2 separate regions of the Sus scrofa genome follow, and region 2 is linked to region 1. Evidence: chromatin contacts called from public HiChIP or PLAC-seq data. All regions are on one chromosome and are shown on one strand. The core of a region is the stretch at or near the end of the contact, and the rest is flanking DNA. Distances in the headings are between cores, read along the strand shown. Region 1 has its middle 53 kb from the start of SNX19. Region 2 overlaps SNX19 (sorting nexin-19).

What was found. HiChIP or PLAC-seq counts read pairs in DNA pulled down with a chosen protein or histone mark.
Region 2: a contact with region 1 is called in an H3K27ac HiChIP or PLAC-seq map of skeletal muscle. The contact joins two enhancer-like sites. A contact is called at or near these places in 8 of 47 Hi-C or Micro-C datasets (embryonic fibroblasts, fetal heart ventricle, heart right ventricle and 3 more) and 1 of 2 datasets of contacts at active chromatin or transcription factors (skeletal muscle).

The regions. Positions count from the first base shown.
Region 1 is chr9:57,503,973-57,506,697 of Sscrofa11.1, reverse strand. No RefSeq gene overlaps it. Among named protein-coding and RNA genes, the nearest start is that of SNX19, 53 kb to the left of the region's middle. Within about 2 kb of position 1,292, at least 1 of the 83 cell types and tissues checked has an H3K27ac peak or open chromatin away from gene starts, as enhancers often do. A contact at or near this core is called in skeletal muscle, where this site is marked.
Region 2 is chr9:57,537,233-57,540,097 of Sscrofa11.1, reverse strand. The region is part of intron 8 of SNX19 (sorting nexin-19); the gene reads left to right. Among named protein-coding and RNA genes, the nearest start is that of SNX19, 20 kb to the left of the region's middle. Within about 2 kb of position 1,602, at least 18 of the 83 cell types and tissues checked have an H3K27ac peak or open chromatin away from gene starts, as enhancers often do. A contact at or near this core is called in skeletal muscle, where this site is marked.

The DNA of each region.
Region 1 (2,725 bases), core at 43-2,542:
GTGCATGAGTTCTCATTCATTAAGTGGGAATAATAATGGTACTGTCCTCAGAATGGGGGAGGGGCTGAGTTACTATATTTAGGACCCTTTGAATAAGCTGCAGCACACAGTTCCTAATAAATGTTTGTCATTGTCACTGGGGAGCCCAAGACCAGGCCTTCCACCCTCCAGCTCAGGGACGTTTCTGCTGCCCCCCGCGGCATCCTCCTCCACATGCAGACTGGACATACGGCGGCCATCCATGTTTCAGTGAAAACTCATCCCAGAGTGCACATCCCCTGGAACTCCAGTTGGTCCTTTCGCCATTAATTCAAGCTGCTTTTCATTGCTCTAAAGCTTTAAAAATGTATAAACCACACACTTTGACCCAGCATCACTGCCAGCCTAAGGGCAGGTGCTCCCACCCTCCTCGGAAAAAGCCCTTCTACTTCAATCTTCAGCCATAAGAAGCCTTAGGTGCCTCGTTGATATGGGGATGCTCGTCACCACCTCCAGGCCTTGCCTTAGGTGGACTGTCCACTGGAACAGTCTCTCTTTTCCTTCCTCATGTCATTGTCATCCGTGCCAGACCAGTCGGTCCTGGACCATTTGTTTCTAGCCCTCTGAGTACTTGTCTTGTCTTTTGCACTTTTCTTACCTACTTTTTGCAAGTCCAGCCTGTGGTGTGTGGGGGCTTGCACTCTCCATGGCACACGGCAAAATGCTCAGGACCCAGTGGGTCCCTAAATAGTGCTCAATCAGAACTGACCAACAGTTTGGGGAACTGCCTCTCTGAGCAGCTGACAGTCACCCCTACCCCTTAGTTGCACGTTCAAGTGTCAGGGGACGTACCCAGATGGCATTCAACAGCACAGTGCCTAAAAAGGGGGGGACCTTTAGGAGCTGTCCCTGGGGAGGGGGGCGGAAGGGAAGAGACCTCTCCCCGTGCTCAGAGCAAGTCGCGCCACGGAGCCCCACAACCCGCCTGCACGCATTGGGGCTCGGGAAACACAGGCCCATCAGCAGCTTGAGGAGCACCCGAACCAGGCGGGACCTTGTTCTTTGGTTAAAAACAAGTGAAGGTCATCTGCCCCCGGGCCACTTGGCACCGTGGTACCGTGACAGAAGGGGTTCCACTTAAAGGGCAGCGCAAATCCAGGGCATTAAAATAACCCGAATGGTGTCGTTTTCTGATCAAATGCCTTTCCCTCTCGGGTTTGTGATTTTTGAGCCTGAGAATGTCTCCCCACAGCTCAGGTTTCCCCACTGCCACCCTGGTCTCAGGCCTGGAATGTGCGTACTGGCCATCGAGGTCTGATGTGACTATGTCACTGTCCTGAAATGGAGAGACATTATCTCATGGCCGGTGGCAGCGGACAGGCACCAGCGTGCTGCTGGCAGGCACGGCTCGAACGCGGGACGGTCCCAGGAGTGTCCCCTATCCCAGCTCTCAGTGACAGATGGCCTGAGGGCCCAGGCTCTGAGCTGCGCCTGGTACCCTGGGGTCCTGCAAATTTTCCCACCTGGGAGAAGCCCAGGGAAGCCTAGACCAAGACGGGAACCGGCTCACTCTTGGACCATCATGTTGGTTTGCAGAAAGGCCACCCCTGGTCAGGACGCCCTTGCGTATCTGGAAGGCTTGGTCAGCATGCAGAGCGCAGCCGTGCACAGGACAAGAGACCTGCACCCAAGGCCAGGCTGACCTCCGTCCTTCCTTAGCTGGGCCCCTGGGCAAGGGCTTCACCCACAGGGCACATGGGCCTGGTGGCCTGTGAGGCCACCATCCCTTCCAGCTCTTGGAGAGGACGAGGCCTCAGGGAACCACCAACCTCCCATGTGCCAGACATGCAGGAGGGCCTGGTCCCTTGGTCAGGATGCTCTTCTGGGCTGAAGAGCAGCCCCTTCTCATGCAGCCTGGGGAGGAGGGCCGGGCGGGCCCTTTCCTCCTGCATCTGCCTGATGCTCACGCACTTCCTGGGCTCTACTATGAGACACTGCTGTGGCTGCTGGGCCAGTTCCCAAATAGGTCTTGCCCACTCAAGCTTCTCCACTGAAAGTGCCTCTTTGCGGCTCTCCCTTTCTTTACAGTCCAGAAGCTGTTCCTCTACTGGGCGAGGTGTCAGAGCAACCACCTCCAGGCCCTGGAGCACCACGAAGCTGCACGGCAGCACAGATCCCACACACAGCTCCCACCACTGGCCTTTATGGCCACACGTTAGCAGGAGCGCGCCTTCTAGGCCCTTCCATGCAGAGACTGTATTTTGTCTCTCAGTGCCCCCACTGCCTGGCAACATGCTCACAGCACTGATGTCCCATCACACTTGGCATCAAACCCTGAGAGGGGATCCAGCGACACAGCCGCATTTCCTGACCCGCGGCCTCCTGACCTTCCTCCCAGACCCAGCTCGCTGGGATCAGACCCTGCCTGGCATGTCTGCTCTGGATGTCCAGGGCTCACCCCCTCGTCCACGGTCTCCCACCAAATGCCACCTTCACAGAGAGGACTTTCCCAACCACGCTTTCTAAAACAGCTTTCCTCATTCCCCAGCCCTCAAGCTGTTTCATTTCTCTTCATGGTACTTAACGCTGGTGGACTGTTGTTACATTTTATCACACTATAGTGTATTACAGATACTGCACATTTTCAGATTTTGGTCATGTGTGACTGACCCCATAAGATGGCCAGCTCCAGAGGGGCCAGGACTGGCTGTATTCCCAGCTTGTCCCCGCAGCAGTGTCGGCAATG
Region 2 (2,865 bases), core at 353-2,852, 33 kb before region 1:
CACAGTTCGAACCCAGGTTTATCTGATGTTAGCTGTGGAGATGGTCTCTTGGGATCAGACTTTTGCCCCAATTTGAAAGGATGAAAGCCAGCCCCCCCAAATCTTTGACCCAGAGCGGTAAAATTCCCCAAGAGGAAAGTTATCAGTCAGTGTGTAAAATGAAAACTACATTTCCATATATGCACACTCACGCAAAACTCAGAGTGCCCTGCAGCATCCTGAAGTCAGCCCATGTTACTTGCTCCCTGGACAGCTTGCATTTTTTATTTTTAAAAAGAGGTTCATGCAGTGCCGCATTCTTTGGCTTTGTTTGCTTCGGTAAGCAAAGAAGCTGGAATGTGATCTCTCCCCAAAGCTGCAGCGCCTCTCCCTCCACCTGTCAGCTACCCCCAGAGAGGTGGGGCTGGACCCAGCCGGTCAGGGTTGGCCTTTCTGAGACTGTCCCCATGGCTGCTGCCCGGGAGGCAGTCTGTTTGTTCTCTCTCGGAAACCACAGGTGCTGAGCTGTATCCCTTTGCAGAGCACCTGGGTTCTCTTGCCTTAAGTTCTGCACTTTAAAGGGAAGGAGAGTTGGTGCTGATGCCCCAGGTAGCCACTGCCACTACTCTGGTTATCTTGAACCCACTACAGTGGGCATTGGGGATGGTCCAGCCCTGTAGATTTAGAGGCATCCCCTTTTTAAAATGTCAGCATTTTCCATCCTCCAGTGTTATCATCCAAGAAGATAAGTTAATTCCTCTTGCTTCCAGCTTTGTCTGTTCTCCTTGCTCCCTTAAATGACCTATACACATAACTGCCTGGGGTGCCAGGGACCACACGGGGGCGTGCACTGTCTCACTTCTTCCCTCTTGATATGCACCATCTCTCTCCCTCCCCCCTCGGCCCCCCTCCCTCTCTATCTCTGGCCTGCAAGGGAAAAAAAAGAGCGAGAGTAAATTCAACCTCATGACCCCTCCTTGTAAGCCAAGGTTGGAAGAGTTCTGATCTGAGCCAGGCTACATAAATCTGCGTTGATTGTTGATGGCGTGGAGAGTGGGGGAAGGGGGCCCAAAGAGAAGTTAGATGCCCAAAAAAGGCATTGTTAAGTCAAAGGGAAGCTTTGCACGCATGCGCGCCTGACCTCATGTGTCAGCTTCTTTGCTGGGAACATCCAAGGAGTCCAAGGAGCACTCCTTACTTGGACTTAGAGTCAAAGGGCGGGGAGAGGAGTGGGGGGAGCAGTCTAAGCCAAGGCGTGCGTCCAGCTTATGAGACCGCTCGTGTCCGAAAACAGGAGAGACTGACAGTACCCCTGCAGGCATCAGAATCAGGTTTAGGAACTTGGACACGTACCCAGACCTTGACTGGGTCAAGGGAAAGAGGATAGATGTACTGTGCTCCATTGATGGTAGAAGGTTTGGGGCAGGAAGATCCAGCCAAGGTAAGAGGTAAGACTATTATGGAGTCCTGATGTAGAGTGAAGGAATGAGAAGCAGCTGGCCCGGTTCCCTGCCTGGATGCCCAGAGCAAAGCCACGATAAAAATATGAGCCAGGCTAGCAGTAGAGTACACGAATGCCACGTCCCGTGGCTCTGCCCTCCCCACGGCCCCGAGGATGGCATCAGACTCTGTGTCAAAAGGGCAGCAGACACATTCCTGGCATCTGCGTCAGGATTTCTCAAAGAGTGAGTGCGAGTGAGTGAGTGAGTTTGTGTGTGTGTGTGTGTGTGTGTGTGTGTGGAGGGCACACGGGAATGGAGTAGCATGGCAAGAGAGTTGGGAAAAAGAAAGTTCTGTGATCTGTGGGCAAAGGAGAGTAGAAAAGTACGTGAAGTCAGGACGTAGAGAGAAGGAAAAAAGAATGTGTGAGCTTAAGTTGTAGAGCAAGCCCTGGGTCCAGGAAGAAATGAAACAGCCAGCTCTGGACCTGGTGCCAGGCCACAGAATCATTTTCTTAGAAAAGAGGTCTCTACAAACCATCTCTCCAGAAAGGTCAGGAGAAGGTTTATGGACAGAGTGCGGGACCACTCAGGAGTGCCGCGCTGGCAGTCTTCTGCCTTCTGCTGTTCTCTTAGGTCACTCCAGAATCGTGGGTGTTCTCTGAGTGGAATCCGTTCAGGGGCCTCTCTCTCGGTGGACACGTCTAAGCAGCAGATAGATAAAAGGGTCTCTCTGACATTGGTTGTGTCTTACAGGAGGCTCCAGGCCCACCACCAAAAAGATGCATGAGCAATTGGAACAGAAAGGGAACTGACATTTATTAACTACTAACTGTACCAAGTAAGCAGCTATATACTTGATACATTAAGGTGCAGATCAATTCTATGAGACAGACATATGTTTTTATAAGTGAGGAAAGTGATATTTAGGTTAAATAACCTTCCCAGAATCATAGAGGTAGGGAATGCCACCCCCACGAGTGCCCTGACGTCATCCTGGCCCCAAAGCCCACGCCCTTTCTACCCTCCATCCTGACTCCCCACTGCTGGCCTTCCTCGCAAAGCAGTGCCACTAGAATGGGCTTCACCTGAAAGTCCCGGGGTCTTAGTTCCATCTAATCTCTCTTTTCATCTAGCTGGCCTCAGAGGCACACGCTTTTGATGATAGCATCTAAATTCATTTCCATTTGTTTTTTATTCTTAAGGCACTCCTGGATTAGAAATTATACAGTCTGTTTTGGTATCTGTATTCTACATCCCATTCCCAATCAGAAAAAGATTATCCAAGTTAAGAGTCAGAGTTTCTCAGGAAGCACAGATTATGGCTTTTTTCCTTTGCTCCATAAATTTTCTTTCAGTTCAGCTCTGGTGCCTTATAGTATCTTATACCTGGTCTCTTTCAATGCACAGCTTCTGTAGAAAAATGCATACTTTTGCAAGAGCCCAA